Linked DNA regions of Mus musculus: region 2 is linked to region 1. A link is a contact called in public Hi-C data. All regions are on one chromosome and are shown on one strand. Each heading gives the region's core, a stretch centred on a gene start, on an enhancer-like site or on the middle of the called end of the contact. The rest is flanking DNA. Distances are from core to core; before and after follow the strand shown.

Region 1 (5,556 bases), core at 2,205-4,704:
TTTGACTTGGATTCTTTTGCCAAAGGGATGCCTTGGGTTTCCTTTCCTCTAGCTGGGCTGCCTTGTCTGCTCAGTGGGAGAGGATACACTTAGTTCTGATGGCACTTGAAGTACTAGGGTGGGTTGGTACCATGGGTAGGGGTGCACTCCACTTTTCTGAGGAGAAGGGGAAGGGGTAAGGGGAATAGGGGAGTGGTAAAGTAGGACTGGGAGGGGAAGAGTGAGGGAGCTTCAATCAGGATATAAAGTAAATAAATACATTGATATAAAAAAGACTATGACATCAGTCATACTGGCGACAAGATGCAGGTAAGTATTCTAAAACTAAGAGCCACCTGCAGCCCTTATTCAAGGATTCTCAGCAGTTATGCCAATCATATTCACATCACTGCTCTGCTCTGAGGATGCTCAAGCTCAAGGAGGTAAGCTCTATCTAGCATTTCGCTAGGTTTAAGGACATTTGCCATACTCTAATTGTATGAAAATTGATAGCATATGCTCAAAATCATAATTAGATCAGTACATGCTTTAATTATCTATAGCCCATATATTTGATTGTGCTAGTAATAGAATTTAGAGCCCAAGTTAATTCAGTACATCTTAAAAATATTACACTAAATTGGCTTATGGGTTTATTTTATTCCATGATTTCTACTTCTGGCATCTTAAGTGTTGAACAAATTTATAGGTCATACTGTTTATTAAGCCTTTATTTCCAAAGAACTCTTGGAAAAACTCAATGGCTAAACAAGTTACAGTTGATTTGCTACCTTTGTATTTACAAATAGAGTTTACTGAGCCTTTAGTGTTATTGTAATTGTTACTAGCAACCAGTTAGAACCCTCATATAAAGATCAAGAAGATCAAGTACTGTTTTATAAAGTGTAAGGCATTGTCTGTCCCATCCCAGAGGGCTGTAAAGTTCTCTTTGAAGCTCCAATGCCAAGTTCTCATGTTAAACTAACTTTGTGACTGCTCCTAAGTTATAGTAGGAAAAGTAAGATCTGCTGAAATTCTGCTGCCAAGCTTTTATTATGAGGGTTAGTGTTTGTTTAATGAAAGGAGATGGTACTGGTTTAGAGAACTGAAGACAACTGAAGCCAATTCATAATTATGAGGGGCTCGGGGAGAGAAGGGGATGGATGGATAGATGGATGGGAGGATGGATGGATGGATGGATGGATGGATGGATGGAAGGATGCATGGATGGATGGATGGATGGATGGGAGGATGGATGGATGAATGGATGGATGGATGGGAGGGGAGAGGAAAACAGATTTAAAATTACTTACAGGGACATCCACATATTTTGCAGCTGCTTTCACCTTAAATGGGAAAGAAAAGAATAATTATGAGAATTTTCAACTCGTATGCAAGTGCTGTGGTAATTGTTAAAAGACAGCACGAGGGATCTCACTGAGATACTTACAGTGAAGGACAGGATGGATGAGAAGAAAGTGCCTTCGTCATACCTCGACAACTTCGAAAGCACCCCTTCCAACACTGAAACAAACTGCAATGGAGTTCATGGTGAGTGTGAGAATCTAGTCTATGAGCAGGGAGGACAATTTGTACACCAACTTTTTCTAACACACACACACACACACACACACACACACACACACACGTTTGCCACCCATGGATTGGGAGTCAGTTACCCATATATGTGGCCCAAGAAAGTCCTTCAATATGAATGGCCAAAAGGAGCCAAAAGGGTGGACACCCCTGATTTAAACCATAAATAAGAACTGCTTTCAACTTTAATACAGACACTTATAAATAGTGATAACTAAACTTAATCAAAACCCATCCTGTACGACTTGTGCAGCGATCAACTTTTTCTACACACACAGAGGAGACTGACCTGCGAAGACTGAGCAGTAGAAGAGAGATGTGACATTAAGGGCTTTTATAACATTAGAACAAATCTGGCATTCTTTAATAAACACTTATTAAATTTCCCTGTCTCTCTAGGTCAGTCCAGTGCAGACATCACCTCTTCTACTAGTTATGTGCGGATGTTGGAGAGCGGGAGGAGAAGGATTGGGATCCAAATTGCTCCAGAGAAATTTCACATTTCTAAAACTTTTCTTTTTCCTCTCCATTCCTTCTTTTCCTCCTCCCCTTCTTCCTCTTCAAAACCCTTCCTTCTCTATCCTTCCCCCTCTCTCTTCTCTGTTTTTGTCACAGGGTGTTCCATTCTGGCCTTGAACTTCCTATGTCTTCAAGAATGACCCTTAACATCTGATTCTCCTGTTTTTCCCTTTTTGAATGTTGGGATTATAGGCATGCACCACCATGCCCATGTTATTTGATGTTTAGGATCTAAAACAGGCTTTGTGCATGATAGGCAAGCAAGCATTCTACCAATCTGAGTTACATCCCTAGCCTGTCCCACCTCCCATCACACACACATAAAATAAATAAATGAATCATACACATTTATATGTATGTATATGTATAACATATACACTTATACATACATATATTCATTGTTGGTATGTGTGTGGATATGTCACATATGTGTATGGAGGTCAGAAGACAACTTGTGGGAGTCTGTTCGCTCCATTTAATACATGGGTCTCACTCAGGAATTTAACTGAGGACATCCTGCTTGGCTGCAAGCTCCCTATCTGGCCAGTTTTATATTTCTATAATATAAAAAGAGTATTCAGCAACATAAAACTGTAAAATCTTATTCTGTTGACTAGAAGCTTATCTGACATGAAGATTGGTGGAAAAGATAAAGTAATAAGAACATATCACCCTGCTTCTTTCCTCTGTATATCTAAAATAATATGCACTATTGACAAATTACATACTCCCAAAGGGAAAATATTGACAAGGTTTTTTAAATACGAAAAGGGAAATTAACGAAGGCTGGTTTTTGTTCACATAGCAGCTTCTGCAACAAAGTGATAATAGTTCCAGGGACATGGCTTATTAGTCTCTGGTGACCGCAGAACTCACGCTGAGTGCACAGGAGAAAATGTTTTCTCTATGGCTGATCAATTACTGCAAAATAGTTTATGCAAAAGAAACGAAAACTTCCCTATAGGCTTCTTCACCACATCATTTGTGACATGATGTAAGGATGCAGAAACACGATCTTGGGAACTGCAGCGCAAAGGTGCACTTCTCAGAGAGAACTGTATCGAGTTGGGGAGCTATCGTGAGGGTTCGACAGTGAAATCTACAAACTTGCAAATGACTCAGGACCCAGAGTCTACTTACTACTTTCTTCCTGCCCATTAAGAGTTCTTATCAAACAGGACCGACTGCCAAGCTTAACCTATTGTGGTTTGCTGAGCCCCGGAAGCCCCAGAAGCCCAATCCTCCAGGGCTCTGTCAGACGACGGGAAGGGAATTCCAGACTTAATGGCCCTCTGTGGAAAATGCCTCATCTCTTACAGCTCAAATCTTGAGAGCAAGTGTTTGCCAGGTGATCTCATTTGCCACGAGGCGAGACAACTACTATGGTTACCGACAACCAGAGGCATCAAAGGCACAACACCTGGTCCTTGCTGTGTGCGTAGTCACTTTGTTCACACAGGCGGACAATGCTAAGGGTAAGGCAAAGTAGAGGCAAACCTTCTACCGATGGATGTAGACGATGAGGAGTCTAGTTGTACCCCTGCTGCTGTCTGCATACTGGGTAATTTTGCTCCTCTTGCCTCACGGGGAAGATGAAGTTTCTCACTGACCTGACAAGGATGGCACTAAGAACTGTGAAGATCACTAATATGAAAAGATTAAAATTAGAAAATATTAAAAAGAATATTTTTGGTTTGTTTTTCAAGACAGGGTCTTTCTATGTAGCTCTGGATGCTCTGGAACGCATTCTGTAGACCAGGCTGGTCCTCAGACTCACAGACATCTACCTGCCTCTTCCCCCCACGTGCTGGGATTAAAGGTGTGCACCATTATGCCTGATGAATAGGAAGAATTATTGTGACTGGTGTGATTAATTAAATTTTAGTCATGGGTTTTCTGAATAACTAAATATGTTGAGTTAGGTAGGACTGTTTAGGACAAGGAATAATAATGAGTTTGGCTCATAGACAAATAGGTGTGAGTCAATGAACTGTATGTGGGTGTCCATAATGGTAGAGTGGAATTGAGGCTGTTAGACCTCTTGGATCCTGCCTGCTTTGAACACATTAGGTGGCTAGCATGGGAGAAAAGCTTGGAAGATAAGTGGTCTGCCAATGAGCCCATGTTCTTCACCATCATGCCACAGAGCTGAGAGACTCGAGACGATTCGTTGCAACCTGTGTCCAAGCACCTAGGAAGTGTTTGCTGAATGGCATTTCTGTTAGAATGATCATTAAATCCCTAAGACAGAAAAGACAATCATGAACGAGAGCTAGGCTTTTCTTCTCAGGAGTATACAAAGTTGTGGAAGGAAAGGGCACGAATGTGAACATGACATGAACCAGATGTGGCTGATATAGGGGACACACAGTATATAAAGACAGGAGGAGGGAAAGACTCATCTTGAAGGACTCATAGTTCAAAATAAAAAAGGCAGATAACTCTCTGGTGCAAGGTTTGGACAGTGGAAATGTCACTGACCCTCAGGACGCCTCTTGGGTGGGAGTTGAGGAAAGAAGCTTTTCTACTGGGGCTCCTGGTAGCCTGTCTTGTCTCTGGATGTACAGCATTGCTGGACTATAGCAGAGTAAATCCCATGTGTGGGCCGCAGCCCTGCCACATACAGTTAGTTCTCTTTGCCTTGACTTCAACAATAGTAGAAAGCCTCTGTTTGGGTTCCTCTCTGTCCCAAATGGTCCCCAGGGAGGCACAAACACAGGAGAGACTCTAAGGGCTTACAGAGATTGCACCCCTGGGACCAACTAAGTGAGACCCACAGTTCCTACAGGAAGGTTTTCTTTGTAGGATTGGTGTGGAAGCCCACATGGTGGAACAGCTATCTTCCAAGCCAGACTTTATTAAAATCAAGATTAGTAACAGCGTATTTCTCCATTTGGCTCTTAATTGCACAAAACAGCAAGAATCCGAAGAGATCCTGTTAAATACGGAGCTTCCTTGCTGCATCTTTAACTGTTTCCTGTGAACTTTCTCCATACAGCTCTGGGAGACTATAAATACTTATGGCTTTGCCTTGTGCTTTCTGCTCTCCTGTGGGTGTTGGGTTGGAATGAAACCCTGCAATTTCTTTGTTTCCCTGTTCTTTATTGTGGATGTCATGCACTGGGTTTGTTTGAGTAACACTTAGCACTCAGAGTCTGTCTGGGTAATTACTGCCTTTGCCTCATGATACATACTCCCTAGGAAATGCAAGACAAAAGCACTCTGAAATGACTGTTGGAGCAGAACGAGGAGTGCTGTAAGACACGATGGTTTAAATATCCTGTTGAAGTTTAAGAAGATATAAGATTCACTGTGCCGGGCGTGGTGGCGCACGCCTTTAATCCCAGCACTCAGGAGGCAGAGGCAGGTGGATTTCTGAGTTCGAGGCCAGCCTGGTCTACAGAGTGAGTTTCCAGGACAGCCAGGACTATACAGAGAAACCCTGTCTTGAAAAACAAAACA
Region 2 (5,556 bases), core at 968-3,467, 78 kb after region 1:
TCTAAACTACTAGGAAAGACAAAGAGTAGAAGGGCCATCTCAAGGTAGGTGAAATGGAAAAGTATCAACAGCATGGTGCAAAACTTCATCATAGGATGAGTCAACCATAGACACATACCATACAACAGAGGGGCCTCCAGACAGCCGTGCTGTTCTGTACAACTAAAAAGTGCTATGAGAGTACACAGTTGCTTGTTTGTTTTTTCCCTCTTGGTTTAATATGGAAGAGGGTAGGAGGAAACTTTTGGAAGTGGTGGACAGGCTTAAAGTATAAATTGTGAATAGTCCCATGGCCGAATTTTTATATACATTAAATATATGCTTTTTTTAATGACAGCTGAACTTCAAAGAAATATTTCTAAAATATCATATACCACCACATTTGAAATAATGGCGCGTGCATGCAGAGACATATTACCTGTTTCCTTTTCTGCGGGCCCTAAAACATAAGAAAAGAGAATTTAAGGCCAAGCAAGCAAAGAAAACTAGCCCATCTTTCTTTTCTTCTTTTTACAAATGAAAATCAGAATAGGAAGGGTAGAAGCAGAAATTGAAAAAGCATGCAAGTTTTTACTCAGTGGATGAGCAATGTTTTTTGTTTTTGAGGTAAGGCAGCGTGGCAGTAATTCGGCAGATTACTTTTCTAGAATATTGTCTCATTAGACTCCAGGAAAGGAGAACACGGGAGGGTCCCTACTTTCTCTCCACTTGGTTTTAGGACAAACATCTCCATGTATGGATCAAAGAAGATCCTCTGTGTCCTTCCCAGTGGGCGCTACAACCATAAAGCACTGAGCTAACCTGTGAATGGGAGCCTGCCATCCATCTCAGAGTTCTCGCAGAGCAGCAAAGCATTGCCAGAGGAGCTCAGAAAGACAAAGTTCTGTCTGCACATTTTAAACTGGAAATATATTCGTACAAAAGGTATTATAATGCCTAAAGATCCCCACACACTTTCCTCTGAGATACTTGAACTGTTTTAATGTCGGTTCATGGATAAGCTCTTTCAATCACATTTGGAACCCTCAACACTCCCCAACACGAAAGCTACGTGGACCGAGTATTCACAAATGAAAACCAAAGTGTTCATCTTCCACTTCCTTCAAACGACCGAGTGTTCACTGCGTTTGCTTTAACACAACATGATATCATAATTAATGATGTTAAGCTGGTAACTAAGGAGGTTTCATGTTGTTACTCTCTTGATATAATATTGGTTGCTATGGTGATGAGATGGCTTTTTTGTTAATCACTCAGGAGGTTGGTTATCACATGCTTGTTAGAGAGCTTGTCCAGATTTGGAGATAAAAAAAGGGAAGACAACATTTCTCTTTTCCACTGGCTGAATATTTATAAAATTATTGTAATACCAATTAATTATAAATTAACTGTCCACTAAGCACAATCTAAAAATACTAAAAGTGACTGATCTTTGTCTACAGGATGGCTTCCCTCTTATTTTAAGATATAAATATTTAACAAAACACAAACTTTTCCTTTCTTTCTGGTAATGACCCCTGTGTGATGTATGTCAGCTTCATGACAATTCGAACAAATAACTTAAAATCTTTCCCGATACTTTGAAGTCAACCAGTTCAAAAGCCTGAAATATCAAAGCTGATCTTGTGACTCAGCTGTACCTTCCCATCTACTTATCTCTAAACATTTAAAATATCAGTGTCCTTAATGAATAAAGCTCGAAGAAAGAGAGAAAGTGCACAGTCCTCTCAAGAGGTCTAATCTTTCAAATGCATCAATATAGAGCCAGCAATTAACAGCGGCAGGAAGTTCTCCCCGCTTACTCCAGCCCACATAACAATCAACAAGTTTCTTCCACCACCGAGTGACAGTGCAGATCAGAAAATAAAATTACATAATGCTACACTGACACCAATCAGCAAAGCATCCACAGCCCATAGTTTAAATGTTAGACATACTTACAGTAATGTCAAAAAAATACAACCCATGAAAACACCTTTTGGTTTCTCGAAAACTCAAAATAAGAACAAAGGACAACTTAAGCATGGATCCTGGGTCTTTCATTCAAGCCGAGTCCCAGGAGGCATATTAAAGCGATGAATAGGAAAAAGCGCTTCAGTTCGCCAGCTGAGATTTTAATGAGACATTTCCCTTTGCCTCGGCACAGGATTGTTCAGGGAAGGAAAGGACTTCTCATAGAAAATTCAGTTAATAGGCATTGTCGGCTCTCACAGCCACTTCAGCAATTGCTCAGGGCACTGACCTTCTATTTTGGCATATTCTGTGAGCCTAGTGTAATTGATCAAGGCAGCTTTCTCCAGACATTTTCTGACCACTTTCTTCACCTCCTCCGCAGGGATAGGAGTGGCAATGTCTTTCATTAAAACCTACAGAGAGGAGAGAGAAGCAGGGTGGGTGGGAAAAGGAGAGAGGAGAGACATTGCATAAAATACATTCTAAAAACAAATTACACAAATTGCCCCAGCCCTGAGTGTTCCTGGGAAGGGGGAGGGGCCTTCTGTAACTTGTGGGAAGTAATGAGTCTGCACTTCACAACTGGGACCTAATCCTTCAGCATTGGTTCCTCCTGTCTAAGCCTCATTTGTGAACATCAAAACCTCCCATAGGCCAGGTCCCCAGGATTCAGGGTGACAGTCACTTCTCCTCCAGGGATCCACGACACCATTAGAGCAGCTGTTTCAGATCAGGATTACAGCCCTTGGCATAAGTGATAAACAAAGTTTGTCTTGTATAGCCCTCAGGTAAGAGCCCCAGGTCTTCTGAGTTATATGTGGAAAAATCGTAGGAAACAATTCTAGCACGGATGGGCATAATTCTGGAGCAGTGTAAAGATTACAAATGAGACATTATTAATTGTGACCTGCTGCGGACAGGGTGCTGCAGTATGAAAAGAGGAAGGGGCGTCTTCGCCTTCGTGGAACAAGTGCTTTATGTGAGATCAAGCTCTTGACATGGGGACATTTCCTTCAGTTTCAGATTAAAATGAAGGTTTTTCTCTGCTGGGTCCCTAAAATGTATTCTTGGACAGTTTTCCTTACCATGTTTTTTTGTTAACAAGGAGCCAATAGTTATATAAACAAATTCAAAAGGTAACTTTAAACGTGTTCTAACAATACATTAATACTTTTCATTACAACTCCTATTGTAAATTGTGAGTCATTGTTAGGCAGACTATTTTCTCATGTGTTTAATGTAATTGTTATGCTTTGTTTATATTCAAACAATGATACATATGAGAAAAGTGTAATAAAGGTGATTTTTTAAAGTGTAGTACGTATTCTACTAATCTCTTAAATTGCAATAAGCACTAAAGAACCTGGAAATACCCATGGAAACTTTAGTATTTTAATCTCTTTTTACCAATCTTTGAGCACTCTTGAATTGGTTCCAGTATGCAAGCATCAATAACCCCTGACAGCATTTTCAAATGTATTTAGGCAAGCTTTTCTTTCTTGAAGTCAGCTACCTTTATCATTTATCAGGTCTTTTATTATCAATTTCAATTGTGACATATATTTGGTACTTCAGAAATAGAAAGTAGATACTTTGTAGCCTGAAAACAAAAACAAAAACAAAAACAAAAAACAAAAAACCTGTGCAAAGTCCAGGTTATATGCTTATACATGTTTGTATAAGCATAGAATATAAATTATTATATTTAATGAGACCTTTGCCAAAATTTACCATCAAGATGCTGCTGTTGCATATATAGGCTTATGAATTTTACTTAAGCTTCTCACACTGAGAGACTTCAAATAGTAGAAAGAGTAGCAAGAAATGTATAGAATATATATGTATGCCCCAGAGGTGAAGCTAGGATTTAGATATTATTTCATATTCTCTAGGAACTAAATCCTGGTTTCTGTCTATGCATTTCGGCATCCGCTGAGGTTCTTCCAAAGCATTAAAGGTGTTAAAAATTCACTTACAGATTTTATTTTGCTTTTGAAAGTTGCTAGTAAGTCAAGAGAGATTTTTTTGAAAAATAAAGAAATGGCTCGTAGCATTTCTGTTTCAGTTCGGTAGAAGATGTGATTAGTGACTATAACTAGAAAGGGTCGCTATCACCCTGCCACCTGTCACGGGGCATGTCTGGATCACTACCCCCTCCCTGCCGGGAAGGAGAAGCAGACTCTGCCATGGAAACCAGGACTCAGAGAGGTTGTGTGAGGTACTCAAGATGGATTGCAGTTACAGAAAGTAAAGCAACTTTAAGAACTGACTTATTTGTAATTGCCTTAAGGAATAGAAGAGAATAAACACTTTAAAAAGCCAAAGCTATGCACAGCATTTAACAACATAAAAACTCGAATAAAGCATGTGACGATGCATCAGATGTGGAGCTTGAAACGAATGGAAAGTAACGACATAGCTGTCATTTTACATGACGATGCTAACATGCATGAGGGCTAAAAGTGCTGGAAAAACCAGTGACTCTGAGAGGACCATAACACGCAAGTGTGCAGTGGCCTAGAAAACAGAAACAACTAAAAAACAAAACAAAACAAAACAAACAAAATACAAACAACAAAATATCTCATGAGATGTGTGTGTGTGTGTGTGTGTGTGTGTGTGTGTGTGTGTATGTGAGATGCAGAGATTGATATCATTAAAAGGCAATGATAGCTCAGTATTGGGATAGGGTGGTGGAAGACAGGCTTCCATAGAGGAAGAAAGTAGTAGGGAGAAGTGAGAAAATTAGTAAGGTAAGTTATGGGAGTCGTGGTGTGGGCATGGCAACAAGTTCTAACTCAAAGACTCTCATAGTTTAACAGCTGGAACCCAGCCCCCAAGAACTCGAGGAACATCTATAAACCCTCATACATACCCTTTCAAGTAAGGAGAGCGTAGCTTTTAGGGCACCCTCAGGTCGTCCGAAGGGAAAGCAGTATCTTTAAAGACAAAAAGAGGGACAGAAATATGAAACATTTAATATTAACCCAAGAGCTAAAGGTTGACACTTTCAATTGCTCGGCGTTAGTGGAGAACCTTGAAGACAAGTTAAAATATCTAGTCTTCTTGGACATAATTTTAACCATTAAATTTTACCAAGGGTACGATTTCAAGGTCTTGAACTAGCAACTATGATTAAAATGATTCTCAAGTCTTCATTATACATGCGCTAAAAGAATAGACATTAAGGAAGACACCCCAGGGTCATTGTAGAGAGGTTTATTGTATAACACCTAAAAATGTTGTTTAAGGTTTGGTATTTTTCTCCTACCTGATGGCATTAGTATGTGGGGGAAGAAGGGATCTACCATTGCTGAACTTCTAAGATGGACAAAGTTACTCCCCCAATTTAGGGACACTACACAGCAACCATGGTGTTTAACTCTTTCACGTCTCGGGAACATGCAAACCCTGTGCCGAGTTTCCTCAGGAAGAGTCAAGATCCCAACTGTTTCTTCTCTGATGGATCCTAACTGCAAAGTAACAAGTGGAAGCCATGTAATAGGGAATGTTCTGAAACTGAGGCTCAGGGACAGAGTGGACTCCTTCTAAGGTCAGCGGCCACAGGATGGTTAATAGGTGGGTCTCCCCCCCCCCCCCCCC

The links. Hi-C and Micro-C count contacts between places; a contact is called where the count stands out from the background.
Region 2: a Hi-C map of olfactory sensory neurons shows a contact between it and region 1, with 2.7 times the contacts expected there. The contact joins two enhancer-like sites. A contact is called at or near these places in 3 of 484 Hi-C or Micro-C datasets (embryonic stem cells, nephron progenitors and olfactory sensory neurons) and 2 of 9 other capture datasets (adipose tissue and embryonic stem cells).

The regions. Positions count from the first base shown.
Region 1 is chr6:23,301,002-23,306,557 of GRCm38.p6, forward strand. Cadps2 (Ca2+-dependent activator protein for secretion 2) reads right to left here. Exons shown (of 30, transcript NM_153163.4): 26 at 1,430-1,513; 27 at 1,293-1,325. Among named protein-coding and RNA genes, the nearest start is that of Fezf1, 56 kb to the left of the region's middle. Within about 2 kb of position 3,455, at least 2 of the 459 cell types and tissues checked have an H3K27ac peak or open chromatin away from gene starts, as enhancers often do. A contact at or near this core is called in olfactory sensory neurons, where this site is marked.
Region 2 is chr6:23,380,639-23,386,194 of GRCm38.p6, forward strand. Cadps2 (Ca2+-dependent activator protein for secretion 2) reads right to left here. Exons shown (of 30, transcript NM_153163.4): 15 at 4,829-4,892; 16 at 2,243-2,366; 17 at 419-439. Among named protein-coding and RNA genes, the nearest start is that of Fezf1, 140 kb to the left of the region's middle. Within about 2 kb of position 2,218, at least 22 of the 459 cell types and tissues checked have an H3K27ac peak or open chromatin away from gene starts, as enhancers often do. A contact at or near this core is called in olfactory sensory neurons, where this site is marked.